2 separate regions of the Mustela erminea genome follow, and region 1 is linked to region 2. A link is a contact called in public Hi-C data. All regions are on one chromosome and are shown on one strand. The core of a region is the stretch at or near the end of the contact, and the rest is flanking DNA. Distances in the headings are between cores, read along the strand shown. Region 1 holds the start of RRM2 (ribonucleoside-diphosphate reductase subunit M2). Region 2 holds the start of LOC116596202 (proline-rich protein 2-like).

Region 1 (6,968 bases), core at 641-3,140, 260 kb after region 2:
ATGTTTTCCATGGCAATTTGGAAGCCATAGAAACAGCGGGCTTCTGTGATCTGAACTTCTTGGCTAAAGCGCTCCACCTAGTGGTGAAACACATCACAGTTTAGCGTGAGGCGCAACCCTTCAGGGGATCCTGGATACATCACACTCCCTTTATACCATTATAGGATTTGTCTCTATTTTTAGAAACAATACGTCTTCCTTATTCCGTGGTAAAGCTGAGCATGTTATGCCATATATGCTCCACTTACAGCTCAAGAAACACGGAGAGTCTGTTTTATAGGGATTCTGCAAACACTCATCAGTTCCTTTTTTCCTAATTCATGGCACCAAGAACCCACTCACAAGAGGATACATATGGAATCAGATGATTAAAACAGCAAAACCACAAAAAGAAAAGCAATGTCATAGCCACAAAGAGTAAACCCATTACTAGCACTTAACTTGTCTTTGAGCCTCTCGAGAGAGCCAGTGGTGGTGGGGTGGGGGGAATTAACCATAAGGAAAAAACAATTGCCAAGGATATTATAAAGCACGAAACGCCATATAACAGAACTACTAGATTACAACTATGTGACTTAACAGATGAGGCAAGAGAATTCATTTTCGCTTTAATCTTGAAGTGAATGAAAGCAGATTTTTGGGAAACTCACCAAGTTTTCATTGACTATGCCATCACTGGCGGCAAAGAAAGCCAGAACATGGGATATAAAGTATCTCTCCTCAGGCTTCAGGGAGTCCCAGTGCTGAATGTCCTTGGAGAGATCCACCTGAAGTTTAGAAGTTCACAAGGGACGTTAAGCGTGTGGGGCCTCGCACATATACCTAATTCATGGCTTAAAAGAACATCCCTCCCATGCATAGCTCCCCTGGCCAGTTAGAACAGCTCGCATCCTGCATCCCGCATCCTCCGTGGGGGCAACTATCCCCCAGGGGAACAAGGACATTTCAAACAAATTACAACCCGCACTGCAGGGGGCTTCCTCCAGAGCTGGGGGCAATGCTTCAACTTCCTAGGTCTCAGGCTCCTGACTCTGATTACCTCTTCGGCGGTCCAAAAGGAAGCCTCAGCTTTCTTATACATCTGCCAAATATCATGGTACTCAATAGGGAAGATGACAAAGCGACGAGGGTTTTCTCGCAGTAGTGGCTCGTCCTCCACGTTGGGGCCAAGTACCTTAGTTTTCTGCTGGGCGAGAAAGTAATGAAAATGCTAATTACAGGGCGCACCACATGAAATTGCCATTTTTTCGGGCCCAGTGCGTGCAATCCCCGGCAATCCCAGGTGGTTCGGTGTGTGAGCGTGAGCTGTCACACACGCATCCTACTCAGAACAGAAGCGGGACGTGACAGAGGAACAGGAGTAGATCTGCGGAAGTGCAAAGCACTGGGAGGGAATGCCTTGGCGGGAAAGAAGCGCGGGCCCGGGGAGTGGCTAGGGTTTGAAACCCTAGAGGAGACAATGAGGCTTTGGCGCCAAGAGGCGGCTGGCGCACTCCACCGGCTGCGCCCCGCCCCCGCAGGCCGCCCGGGCCACTCACCGGCTCGGCGGGTTCCTGGAAGATCCTCCTGGCGGTCTTGCTGGCCAGCACGCGGGTCCCGCTGAGACTCGGGGGCTGCGGGGAGACGCGCGGTGAGGCGCAGGCCCCCGACCCCACAGGCCCCCCGCCGCCCCGGCCCGGCCCGCGCGCGCGCTCACCGTGTTCTCCTTGTCCGCCAGGCTGAGCCCCTTGAGGGGCGAGAGCTGGAGCTGCTGCTGCTGCTGGGGGTCCACGATGGTGGCGAGCGGGACGCGGACGGAGAGCATGGCGGCGGCGAGGCGGGACGGCAGGTGAGGCGGCGCGCAGGTCCTGGGAGCCCCCGCGCCGCCCGGCTGCCTTTAAAAGCCCACCGCGGAGGGGGCGCGCGCGGTGGGCGTGGCCAGACGCCGCCTTCCCATTGGACGCTCCGGCCGGACGTGCGTGATTCGAGAGGCGCGCGGGAGCGCCGACCGCCCGCCGCCCGGGACCCCCCGGGACCCCTCTCTGGGCCAGCTAACCCGCTCAGGGGCGCCGCCGCCCCGGCCGCTGCCGGCCGCCCCCCGCCCCGGCAAGGGCTGCACCCCCCAGCGTGACTCGGGGGCTGCGGCGCGCGCGGGACTCGCTTCTCCGGGAACTGCCGGGGATTGAATGCAGCAACGCGATTGGAGGCCGCCCCGGAGCGGGAGAGGATTCCCCCACCCCTCGACCGTTGTCGCGGGTCGGGGCAAGTGGTTTTGCAAATGAGGTTGGTGCTAGTGCCTGGGAACGCCCAAGGCTGCGAGAGAAGCGCGGGGTTGCGACCGTTTAGATACGTGTACCTGGGTCGGGGGTAAGGAGTCCTCGAGTTCCTGCAGATCTGCGGGAGGATCGGTGACAGCCGTCCTGCCCAACGGTTAGGGCCGCTGGCTGCCGAGTCCCGCAGTGCAGATGCTGTATCACTTGGACATGTCACCTGGCTAAAAGATTCAGTGCCCTCCTTGGTAAAATGGGACTTGTCGCCGGACCTAACCTATGCGACGATTAATAAAATAGCGATGCGATAGAGCTGAGTTAAGTAAATGCCAGAGAGCGCTTTTGGTGCAGTTTCCCACTGAACTTGTGTCTGCTGCCAGGCCACTGTCCCCTATGTCAGCATTTTTTAAAATTAGAAACGGAGCAAAAAAGCCCTGAGAAAGACTAAAGAGCTGGGCATCCATTTACTGCTGATTGGGCATCAAGGAGCCTGAAGAGGAGACTGAAAACCTGCACTGTCATGAGGGAGACACGACCTTAATAGCAGTTTTCATTTTACTTTGGTTTTTCAGATTTGCCACAGACATTTGCCCTGCAAGTGGCATAATGCCAGGAATGAAGAATAAGAAGTGTTAGGATCTGAAAAATACATGATTCACTTGGGAAAGTTCCAACATCTGCAAATACTCTTAGGGAGGCCGCTAAAAGAAACACTGGACTTTTTACAGTTTTCTCTAGATATAATAAAGATGTCGGAGATAGGGACTATCCCCTCCTCGGGTCTGTTTCTCCCATGTCTCAGTCTCACATACATACTGTGTTTAATGTGTGCTCAAGCCTCAGAGAAAGATTAATGACAATCATTTCTCTTAGACAAAGCAAGCAACGACAAAACTTGGGGCTAGCATCCTTAATTTTAAAAGCAACTCCCAGGAGTGGTCAATTCCACCTTCCTCCAGCATCCAGCTCCAGAAAATGGATATTTTTAGTGGTGATTTTATGCCCCATAAAGCCATTATCACCTCTAAGAAAATGGTCAGGGATTCCTTGGTATCCTCTGCTACCCCATTCGCATTCCAATTTCACATCAGTACCCGAAGTGCCCCTTTCAGTTGCTCCCTCAGGCACCACGTGCTCTTCAGCTCCTGTTATACTCTGCTTGTCCAGGAACCATAAAGGATTACTCCGTGAGCTAGCCAGAATTCGTGACTTTATGTTCAGCTTAACTTTTTCCTACCAAAATAGCCCATGTGCCCTGTAGAGAACTTGGAAAAGACGGGTAGTACCACGAGGCAGAAAGAAAGGTCGCCATTCTCCCCTTCACTGCCTCCCAGCTCTGAGTCACTTGGGCATGTCCCGTCCTGCCTCCTACGGGTTTTCACTGCTCTGACTTTACAGGAGGAAGCGGGCGTAGAAAACTACGTGGCTCTGCGCAAAGATCACGCCCAGAGACACCGCCCAGCGGGCCTTCTGGCTCGCACAGCCTCCTCTCTTGTCCTTTAGGCTGGAGAAAGAAGGGCGCGCGATCAGACCGGGCCGCCCAAGTCCGCCGGGGAGGATGCTGCCCCAGCCGCCGGCGCCGGGTTACCTGCGGTTCTTTCTCGTTTCCCTGCCGCGCCCGTTTTGACATCTGCTCCACGATTGGTCCGCCAGAGAGAGGCTCCGCCCCCGCGACGACCGCGCGGCCACACTTCTTGGGGCTGGAGCTCCCACGCCGCCCACCTGCAAGCCCCGCCCCCGCTTCCGAGGCCCGCGCTCCCGCTGCCCTGCTCCCCGCGGCTGCGCCTGTACCCGTCCCCCGCGGCTGCCCCTGTACCCGCCCCCCGCTGGCCGAGTGAGGTGGCCACCGAGGAGCCGCCTCTCCATCCGCCTCCCAGGCAGAGAAACCCGCCGCGGAGCGGAACTTGAGGGGCTTTCTCAAAGCCACTGCTCACTCTACCAAGTACCCCCGCTAGGGACTGTCTGTTAACACTAATGACCAATGCCCCACAGCCCCCGGACCCTTGAGCCAGGCGCTTGAGACTTTCAGTCCAGACAACGGCGTTTGGTATTTGCGGCCCTGTTCTTCAGCTGAAGGAAGAAAAGTCAGGGAGGCAAGGAGACTGCCCAAGGTCACACAGCTTAAACTGTACAGCTGGAAATTTTCAACCCCAACTTTTTTTTTAATTTAGTTTCAGAGGTCAAATTTAGTGGTTCATCACTTGCGTATATCACCCAGTGTTCATTGCATCACGTGCCCTCTTTAATGCCCATCCCCCAGTTACCCCATCCCCCTCCCCTCCAGCAACCCTCAGTTTGTTTTCTAGAGTTCAGTGTCTCATGGTTTGCCTCCCTCTCAATTATCATCTTATTTTCCTTCCCTTTATGTTCATCTGTTTTCTTAAGTTCCTCATGTGAATGAAACCATATGGTATCTGCCTTTCTCTGACTTGTTTTACTTAGCATAATACCTTCCCGTTCCATCCACATTGTTGCAGATGGCAAGTTTCTTCCTTTTGACGGCTGAGTAATATTCCTTTGTAGGTATCCACCACATCTCTTTTTTTGTATTAAGATTTTTATTTACCCATTTGCAAGACAGATCACAAGCAGGCAGGGGGTGAGAGGAAAAGGGAGAACAGACCCTGCTGAGCAGGGTGCCTGACCTGGGGCTCAATCCCAGGATCCCAGGATCATGACCTGAGCCAAAGGCAGATGCTTAACAGACTGAGCCATCCAGGCACCGCTACCACATCTTCTTTATCCAGATTATCCATCCATCTGTCAGTGGACATCTGGGCTCTTTCCATATTTTGTTTATAGTGGATACTACTGCTATGAACAGTGGGCTTGTGGCTGTACCAGCTTGCATTCCCACCAGCAGTGTAAGAGGGTTCCCCTTTCTCTACATCCTCACCAGCACTGATTGTTTCCTGACTCGTTAATTTTAGCCATTCTCTCCCCTAGCTTTTTATTAGGAATATTTCAATAGGCACAACAATGGAAAGAATTCTCCAGTGTTCATCCACCATCTCGGATTCAACGGTTGTATCCGTTTTGCCGTATTTGTTTTCTGCCCCTCGATGGGTATGTGAGGCTTTTGTTTTTTCTGGATCATTTGAAAGCAGTGGCAGATGCTATGGGCCTTCACACCCAGATTTCTCAGTTATATTTCAGCAGGTCACTCCTGAAACTAAGGACATTCTCTAACAACTGCAGCGGCATAATCACACCTAGGAAAACTAACATTAATTCCCTAATATTACCTAATATCTAGCCCATAATCAAGTTTTCCCAGCTATTTCAAATATGTCTTTTAAGTTTGTCCATTTAAAGGGCGCACACTACATTTGGCTATTGTGTCTTTTTATTCTCTTTTGTTTGGAACAATTCTTCTATCCCCCCCCCCAACAGGGTTGACTTTTTGAAGTTCAGGTCAGTTTTTTTTGCAGAATCTCCCATATTCTACACTGGCCTCAGTGTGTCTTCATAGCGTCATTTAACTTGTTTTGCTAACCCCTGTATTTACTGCAAAATGGGAGTTTGATCTAAAGCTTTACTAGATTTAGCTTTTTTTTTTTTTTTTTTTGGTATTGTGGTAAAATATACAGAAGCCAAGATTTATCATTTGAGCCATCTTTCAAGGTGCAAACCAGTGCCATTTAAGTACCCTACCCCGTTCTGCAACCAACAGTCACCACCATCCATCTCCAGAACTTCCTCATCCCAAACTGAAACTCTGTTCCCATTAAATACCAGCTCCCCCCACCCACTCCCGTCAGCCTCTCATAACCACCATCTTTAGTGGTTTGTCTTTACGAACTTGACTAAGCACCCCAGGTAAGTGGAATCTTACAATATCTGTCCCTTCTTGACTGGCTTATTTCACTTAGCACAACATCTTCAAGGCTCCTCTATGTTGTGGCACGTGTCAGGATTTCATTCATTTTTAAGGCTGAATAATATTCCGTCCTATAGATGTGCCAGATTCTGTGCACGAGATTTCCTTTCTGCAACCCACCTGCCCCTTCTTCCGTGGATGTGTTCTCTTGTTTCCCAACTGCTAGGCAGCAAGGTCAGCCCTTCTCAAAACTGTGCTCCCCTCCCCGTGTGGTCCAGAGCTTCCCCTTCCTCCCTCTGAACTTGACACTCCCCTTTCACAGCTTTGGGGTGCTCAGAACCCTCTGTTGGGGAAAATGCATCTGAGGGAAGCCAGAAAACTGAATATTCCATCCCAAGGTGACTTGTTAGCTATGGAGCTTGTAGACTGGGGCAGTGAGCTGATGGTGGGGTTGGGTCAGTCTCTTTCTACCCTCTGGTCCTCTGCCAACCACGGAAAACCTGACCCAGGACCTCCTCTTCCGTGAGTCTCTTGTGAAAATGCCCCCCGACATCCCAGCCTACCCCAGGGCCCTATCTTTCCCTCCGTCTTTGGGGCCTGACCACCAGGGCCTTCCCTAGCTGTCCTCCAAGTCCTTCCTCTGACCATTCTGCTTCCAGTCCAAGTCCTACTCCTAAAGGCAGCATTTCTGCCCTGTCCAGGCTCTGTCTGAAAGAGGATGTCCCAAGGGTTGACTTCAAAGCAAAAAGAAAGAAAACTAAACATGTAAGGGCACAATTGTGAAGGCCCAGGATAAATTTATTTCCTCACGACCAAGCTCAGCTTCCTGTTGACTTATTACTGGTCATTTCTTCTTCTTCTTTTTTAAAATATTTTATTCATTTATTTGACAGACAAGA
Region 2 (7,115 bases), core at 257-2,756:
CACGAGGCACTCAAAGCCAAGAGGAAGAACAGTTCTGCCCAGCGCGGATGCTGAAATTCGGCCTGGTTCGCCAGCAGGCGCCCGCTCGTGCCCCAAAGCTGGTGTCCCGGAGCGCAGCGGTCGCCGGCGGGCCCAGGACCTGAGGCGTCGTGCGCGTGCGCGGGCCCGCCGCAGGGCCGGGAAGGGCGCGAGGCCGCCAGGGATGCCCCGCGGCGTCGTGCGCGTGCCCGCCGCAGGGCCGGGAGGGGTGAGAGGCCGCCGGAGGCGTCCTGCGGCGTCGTGCGCGTGCGCAAATCTGCCGCAGGGCCGGGAGGGGCGCGAGGCCGGGGGCGGGCCCGCTGGCGCTCGGAGCCGCTGACGTTGAGGGCCCGCGCTCCCCATCCTCCGTCGGGCCGCGGGTTGGCCGCCGCGGGCGCGCTCCGCCCCCTTCCTCGGAGGACGCCCGGACGGAACCGATCGCGGCTGGTTTGAGCTGGTGCGTCTCCATGACGACACGCGCGGTGCTATAAGTAGCGGAGCGGCGGCGCGTCGGCTTTGTCAGTCCCTTCAGCCTCCGCCGCCGCCGCCCCTCTGCCAGAGCTCCGGCGCCACCTCGGGCCGGCGGTCCTCCGCGGGAGGCAGCGAGGCGGCGGGCGGCCGGCTGACGGGGGCGGCGGGGCGGCCGGCGGTCCTGCGCGCTCGGCGGCGGCGTCTCCATGGGGCTGGCCCGCGGCGCCCCAGCGCTCTGAGGTGAGAGGGGGCGCGTCCGGGCGGTTGGGAGGCGGGAGGGGGGACGGCCACGTGTCCCCGCGCGGCGGGCCGGAGGCCCGGGGCTGACCCTGCGCCCGGAGCTGCGAGGGGCACGTGGTTGTCGCGCCGACCGCGGGTCCCTGACCCCCCCACCCTCCGGGGCCCGCGTCCCTCCGTGGAGCGGGACTTCGGACCCCTGGTCCTGCGCGCGCCCGGCGGCCACCCTCGGCGCGGCCGGTCCTGCTCCGGATCGCCTCGGCTTGGGGCAGCCAGGGCCGGAGGGGACTGCGTCTCCCGTCTTCCGACCCGCGGCAGTGGGGACTCGGAGCCGGAAGCTGTCGGGAAGGCCCGCGGTTCTTTCAGCCGCTGTTCTTTTTCTAAAACCCATGCGGCCAGCCCGGCAGCAGGTGCAGGAGAGGGACGAGCGGGCCCGAGCAAGTCTCGGGCTCCCGTCGCTCCGCTCACTTCCATTAGGGTGAGGCAGGCCATTGCTGCCTCCCTGCCGTGCAATTTTCTCTTAGCGTCTGTGTACGGAGGAAGCGACCCGATAGAGCCGCTCTCCGGAGTTGCTGGAGCTCAGATGGGAGAGAGCCTTGTCTTGACGACGGCAGTACATTCTCCATTCGTTGTGCCCTAGAGTTGGCTCTGTGAGGAGTCTTGGGATGACTTAGAGATCTAAGAAGGGTCTAGAATATTGAGATCCCAGTCCAGGCAACAGACTGACCCGTACGAGGCAGCCCTTAAGGTTTTCCAAACAAGCTGATGGTGGTGGTTTTGAGAATCCCAACTAATGGGTAAGTGTGGGGAGCAGAACTTTTTAGAAAGGTCTGGGGAGCACAAAGAATGGGTTGGCTTTATTTAAGCTAAAATTGGGCATGGTTTAGTTGACTTGTGAAATTTTTTTTCAGTTTGCTTAAATTGGTCTCTGTCTCTTGTGTAATACTTCCCGGCTGGCAGGAGAGACCTTCCCAGTAGAGAGTGGTGTCTGTGCTCACTAACCCATCCTTTCAAGTGACTTAGCTCTTCAGAACACTGAAGGGTGAAACTGTGTTGCAAGTTTTCAAAATAAAGCTTTAAAAGATACTTAACAGTAACATTTCAAAGTAATAATTTCCCAAGTTTAAGCTTGAACATTGCTTTAAAGCTCTTCTAACAAGATCCTAGCTAAAGAGTCCAATCTGTTACTGTGTGAACCTGCCTTCAGTGTCGAATATATAGACACAACGGGTTTGCCGTCCCCTTAGACTCTTGACTTCCCCTAGAGGTGGTTTCGGCAACGTAGGTTGACAATGCCAGAAAGTCACATTAGATCAAGTCTTAGAACAAGTTCTTCCTCTGGCTCAGTCGGTAGAGGATGTGACTCTTGATCATGGGGTTGTAAGTTCAAGCCCCACGTTGGGTGTAGAGATTTTAAAAAATAAATAAAATCTTAAGAAAGGGGGGAAAAAAACAACAAAGGACAAGCTGTACCGTGCATGGGTTTGGATTTATGGCAGGCTCGTCCCCCTGGGCCTCTCATAGTGTCCCATGCCAGAGCAAACCGTGGCCCCGAACCATTGCCTGGCCTCTCTGCCGTAGGCTACAGGCACTGAAGCGGGTCGCACAGTGAAAAAAAAGTCCTGCCCAGCAGAAATTACATAGGTTAGAATCAGTAATTTGTGTCACATTTTGTGAAGACCCAAGGACAGTGGCTCTGAATGTTATGAGCTTTATTTTTGCTTATTCGTAATTCTTGTCTGCCTCCTTATTTTTGTTATTCATAAAGTTAGCCAGAAATTACTTCCATGTGATTATCGTTCATTAACTAAGCAAGGACGAGATGAGATTTGCAGAGTCGCTGACTTGATCGCCAGCTCTGGTTTAAGAACGCTGATTTCTGATCAGATACAGGAGCTGTGATACATTTTATTGATAATGAAGATTGCTTACTGTAAAAATACATGTTTGGGGGGTGTGCCTGGGTGGCTCAGTGGTTTAAGCCTCTGCCTTAGGCTCTGCTCAGGTCGTGATCTCAGGGTCCTGGTGATGGAGCCCCGCATTGGGCTTCTCTGCTCAGCAGGGAGCCTGCTTCCCCCTCTCTCTGCCTGCCTCTCTGCCTACTTGTGATCTTTCTGCCAAAGAAGTAAAATCTTTTTAAAAAATATGCATGGCCTGAAAATAAAGTAGCATAAAAATGAACTCAGAAAATTCTTAGGAAACTTCAGAGCATCAGTAAGTTTAGCCTTAGACATTTCCACAATGCCTTTCAGTTATTAAAACTTTTGTGAAGACTTAGGGAAAACAGAAGGTAGATGTTTATAAGGCTCCTTTTAGTAATTACTGAAGTGTTCTCTTAAGCTTCTAAAGAGATAACATATCCCTGAAATCAAATAAACTGGCCATTATAAACAATTTTTCTGTTTTAGTGAAATGAGGATTCTGAAACCTGCTTTCTATAGATTTTTTAGCATGAATATTTGAAGTGCTTATTTTGAGGTATATAGTAGTACATGTAGGATTTTAGCGTTGGGGCGCCTGGGTGGCTCAGTCATTAAGCCTCTGCCTTTGGCTCAGGTTATGATCCCAGGGTCCTGGGCTGGAGCCGCCATCCGGCCCCCTGCTTTAGCAAGAAGCCTGCTTCTCCCTCTCGTCCTCCCCTGGCTTGTGTTCCCACTCTCGCTGTTTCTCTATCAAATAAATAAATAAAATCTTAGAAGATTTAGTGTGTTGCTTTGAGAAAGTCTAGTGTTGAACGTGCAGTGTCCTTGGATAGTGGAGAGGTTTCTGGAATCCTGTGGCTTACGCCCAGAAGGAGGGGATTCCGAAGTCCAGTGGGTGAGCCAGCGATCTCCGGAGAGCGCCTGTGCAGCCCTGCTTTCTGTGTGCTCGCATCACAGTCCGTGCCTGATCTTTCCATTTGATGCCTTCCTAAGGTGGACAGCAAATTCGGTGTTGATCAGACCATTCCCCCTGCTGCACTGGGGCGCACGCATCCTCAGCGGGATTTGGAATTCTGGAGAATTGCCTTTGTGAGAAATTGGCCACCATTTCTTTAAGTTCCATTTCTCCTTAGTTTTCCATGTAAGTATTCATGGTTGTTGCAGGTTATTATTAACAATTACTGAGTGTTGGGGGCTCCTGGGTGGTTCAGTTAGGCCTGTGCCTTAGGCTCAGGTCATCCTAGATGGAGCCCCACATCTGGCTCTCGGCTCAGCAGGGAGTCTGCTTCTCCCTTTCCCTCTGTGTCGTCCCCCACCCCACCCCGAACGGTCTTGCTCAAATTTTTTTTTTAGAACATGAACTGAGTATTGCTATGGCTTCTGAGTAAATTTTTTCACCTTATTTGCAGTTTGTTACATATTTGGAGGAACTTCAAGAAACCATGAACAACTTCAATAATGCGGAATTAGACTGCCATTTCCTCGATGAAGGCTTTACTGCCAAGGATATTCTGGACCAAAAAATTAATGAAGTTTCATCTTCTGTAAGTTTAAGTCCGTGCTAGCAGTGCAGCTTTAAAAATCCTGGGCACCTGAGTGAGAAACTTGAGTGGGGTATTAAGGAAGTAGAATGGAACATGGCATGTTAGGTAATTCAGAATTTATTAGCTACGAATCACTCTGTGGTAATAGTGACCAGGGTAAAGAAAAGCGGGTTCCTTGAGACTGATGGGAATGACAGGGGGAGGCTGCATGTGGGAGTGTGATTAGGCCGCTCATGAGTTCCCTGCAACCACTCTTGCTGTAGGATGATAAGGATGCCTTCTATGTGGCCGACCTGGGAGACATTCTAAAGAAACATCTGAGATGGTTAAAAGCTCTTCCTCGGGTCACCCCCTTTTATGCAGTCAAGTGCAATGATAGCAGAACCATAGTGAAGACCCTTGCTACCATTGGGACGGGGTTTGACTGCGCCAGCAAGGTAAGCAAAGCAGCGGGACTCGGGATGATGATTTCAGATGGCCCTGGTGCTCCCAGCAGGGTGGGTCAGAGTTGGGTTTCTTGGGCAATAGACAGCAGTGAAAGTGGGGGCGCTGAATTCCCATTTTCCTGTTTCTTTCTTTGATTGGCTTCATATCTATCAATAATATACTCCTGTTTTTCAGACTGAAATACAATTGGTACAAAGTCTTGGGGTGCCTCCAGAGAGGATTATCTATGCAAATCCTTGTAAACAAGTGTCTCAGATTAAGTACGCTGCCAACAATGGAGTCCAGATGATGACTTTCGATAGTGAAGTTGAACTGATGAAGGTTGCCAGGGCACATCCGAAGGCAAAGTGAGTTGTGACTCCTCGTTTGTGGGCAGGTCACATACGGGATCTACACGTTGTGTCAAGATTCTATACTTGAGTATAAAGTATAGGAGTGTGCTGATCAGAGGCAGAGTAGAAAATCTCAAATCCTCTCGATGAATAAAGCTGTAGGAGAGTCTTGGGGTGCCTGGGTGGCTCAGTCGGTTAAGCGTCTGCCTTCTGCTTAGGTCGTGATCCCAGGTCCTGGGACTGATCGGGGAGCAGAAATCTGCTTCTCCTTTTCCCTCTGTTCTCTCTGATTCTATCCCAGGTAAATAGAGATTCTTAAAAAAGTATGAGACTCAAATCAGAGGGTATCAGTCACAGATTGTTTTTATTATAATCATGGCTATCAGTGGTCTTCTTTCGGGAAATTTGATACACTTTTTCTGCTTCTAGGTTGGTTTTGCGGATTGCCACCGATGATTCCAAAGCAGTCTGTCGCCTCAGTGTTAAATTCGGTGCCACACTCAAAATCAGCAGGCTTCTCTTGGAACGGGCGAGAGAGCTGAATATTGACATCATCGGTGTCAGGTGAGATCCTGGCGGTGCGCAGAGACTTAAGATACTGGACAGTGCACATCTCGGGTTTTTCTCGCACTATGAGTAGCGATTTTCAGAAATAGCATATTCTCCTTTCTTTGCCCCAGCTTCCACGTGGGAAGTGGCTGCACCGATCCTGAGACCTTCGTGCAAGCCATCTCCGATGCCCGCTGTGTCTTCGACATGGGAGTGAGTATATGTAAACCCAGTTGCGGGCTGTGGGCTGGGGAACAGGGCTGACGGTAACAAGCCTCAGTTCTAGAATTAACCTTTTCCAAAAGTCATTGCATATTCCAGAGGCTTAAACCCAGCTGCTGCATACATTTTTACAGCTTGTTACTGATCTGGCTGCTTGATTGACTTGACTTTCTTGACTCTAGGCTGAGGTTGGTTTCAACATGTATCTACTTGATATCGGTGGTGGCTTTCCTGGATCTGAGGATGTGAAGCTTAAATTTGAAGAGGTAATTTATAGCAGAAATACAGCTATTTTTAGCAAGTTCCATTTTCATGTATTTCAAACTTAAGTGTTTTAAGTAATAACAAAAGAAATTATACAAACATAAAAATGTTTTGGTATATTTTCAGTGAGTTCTGTTGTTTAAAATTGTATTACATGTGCTTTGGTTTTCTTAACCACAGTGAGTCCATTTCCCCCAGATTGTGGGAAATAGTTGAGTAGGAAAGAGCATGCAGACTTTGGTACATCATTACCCCAAATAGGGTTTTCTAAATTTTGTACTTCCGAACATTTTAATTGTTTTAGTCACTTACAAAGTTAAAATGGACATCTTACTAAATACGGGCCATTTTGCAGTGGTTGAGTTTATGAAATAGATCCACTTTTCTTGTTACAGTTTTGTGAGATGGGTAGAATAGAGTCTGTCCTATTGACGTGTATTTGGTAGATTAAAATATTTAGGCACCTTCATACCTCAGTAAGCAGTAATAAATTTAAAGCGTTGTTTGATAGAATTCTGCCCATCAAATCCCAAAGGGAAATCCATGTGAAACCGCAGGGAGATGCTGCCGTTGGTTTTTCTTCCGCTGCGTTGCTCGACAGTAAACCTGCCTGCTGCTGGCGTCCTGTCACGGCACTGGTTTTCTCTCTGCGGTGAGCTCTCCTTGGTGACACCCCTTGCTGTCTCTCGCAGATCACCAGTGTTATCAACCCAGCCCTGGACAAGTACTTCCCGGCTGACTCGGGCGTGAGCATCATAGCCGAGCCTGGCAGATACTACGTTGCATCAGCCTTCACGCTCGCAGTTAACATCATTGCCAAAAAACTCGTATTAAAGGAACAGACAGGCTCTGATGGTACGTATAAAGGCCGAGTCATCACACACATAGCTGTACGGTGGTAGAAAAAGTGGTAATTGAGACTCTGGTGTCCTTCCAGATGAAGAGGAGTCCAATGAACAAACCTTTATGTATTACGTGAACGATGGCGTGTATGGCTCATTCAACTGCATCCTCTATGATCACGCACATGTGAAGCCCCTCCTGCAGAAGGTACCCTCCGAGCACGGTCCGCACAGCAGCGAGGCTGTGGTCATAGCGAGGGCAGCTAG

What was found. Hi-C and Micro-C count contacts between places; a contact is called where the count stands out from the background.
Region 1: a Hi-C map of spleen shows a contact between it and region 2, with 5 times the contacts expected there. The contact joins the promoter of RRM2 here to the promoter of LOC116596202 in region 2. A contact is called at or near these places in 2 of 3 Hi-C or Micro-C datasets (fibroblasts and spleen).

The regions. Positions count from the first base shown.
Region 1 is chr7:134,661,966-134,668,933 of mMusErm1.Pri, forward strand. It overlaps RRM2 (ribonucleoside-diphosphate reductase subunit M2), which reads right to left and starts at 1,891. Exons shown (of 11, transcript XR_004288056.1): 1 at 1,697-1,891; 2 at 1,539-1,613; 3 at 1,040-1,186; 4 at 651-767; 5 at 1-77.
Region 2 is chr7:134,400,816-134,407,930 of mMusErm1.Pri, forward strand. LOC116596202 (proline-rich protein 2-like) reads right to left here and starts at 1,507. Exons shown (of 2, transcript XM_032353329.1): 1 at 1-1,507. The coding sequence starts at 1,117. The coding sequence ends at 11. ODC1 (ornithine decarboxylase) reads left to right here and starts at 626. Exons shown (of 11, transcript XM_032353321.1): 1 at 626-729; 2 at 3,642-3,789; 3 at 4,058-4,192; 4 at 4,814-4,986; 5 at 5,401-5,535; 6 at 5,652-5,733; 7 at 5,925-6,008; 8 at 6,699-6,861; 9 at 6,944-7,056. The coding sequence starts at 4,091. It overlaps LOC116596679 (a small nucleolar RNA gene), which reads left to right and starts at 2,203; the gene lies at 2,203-2,337.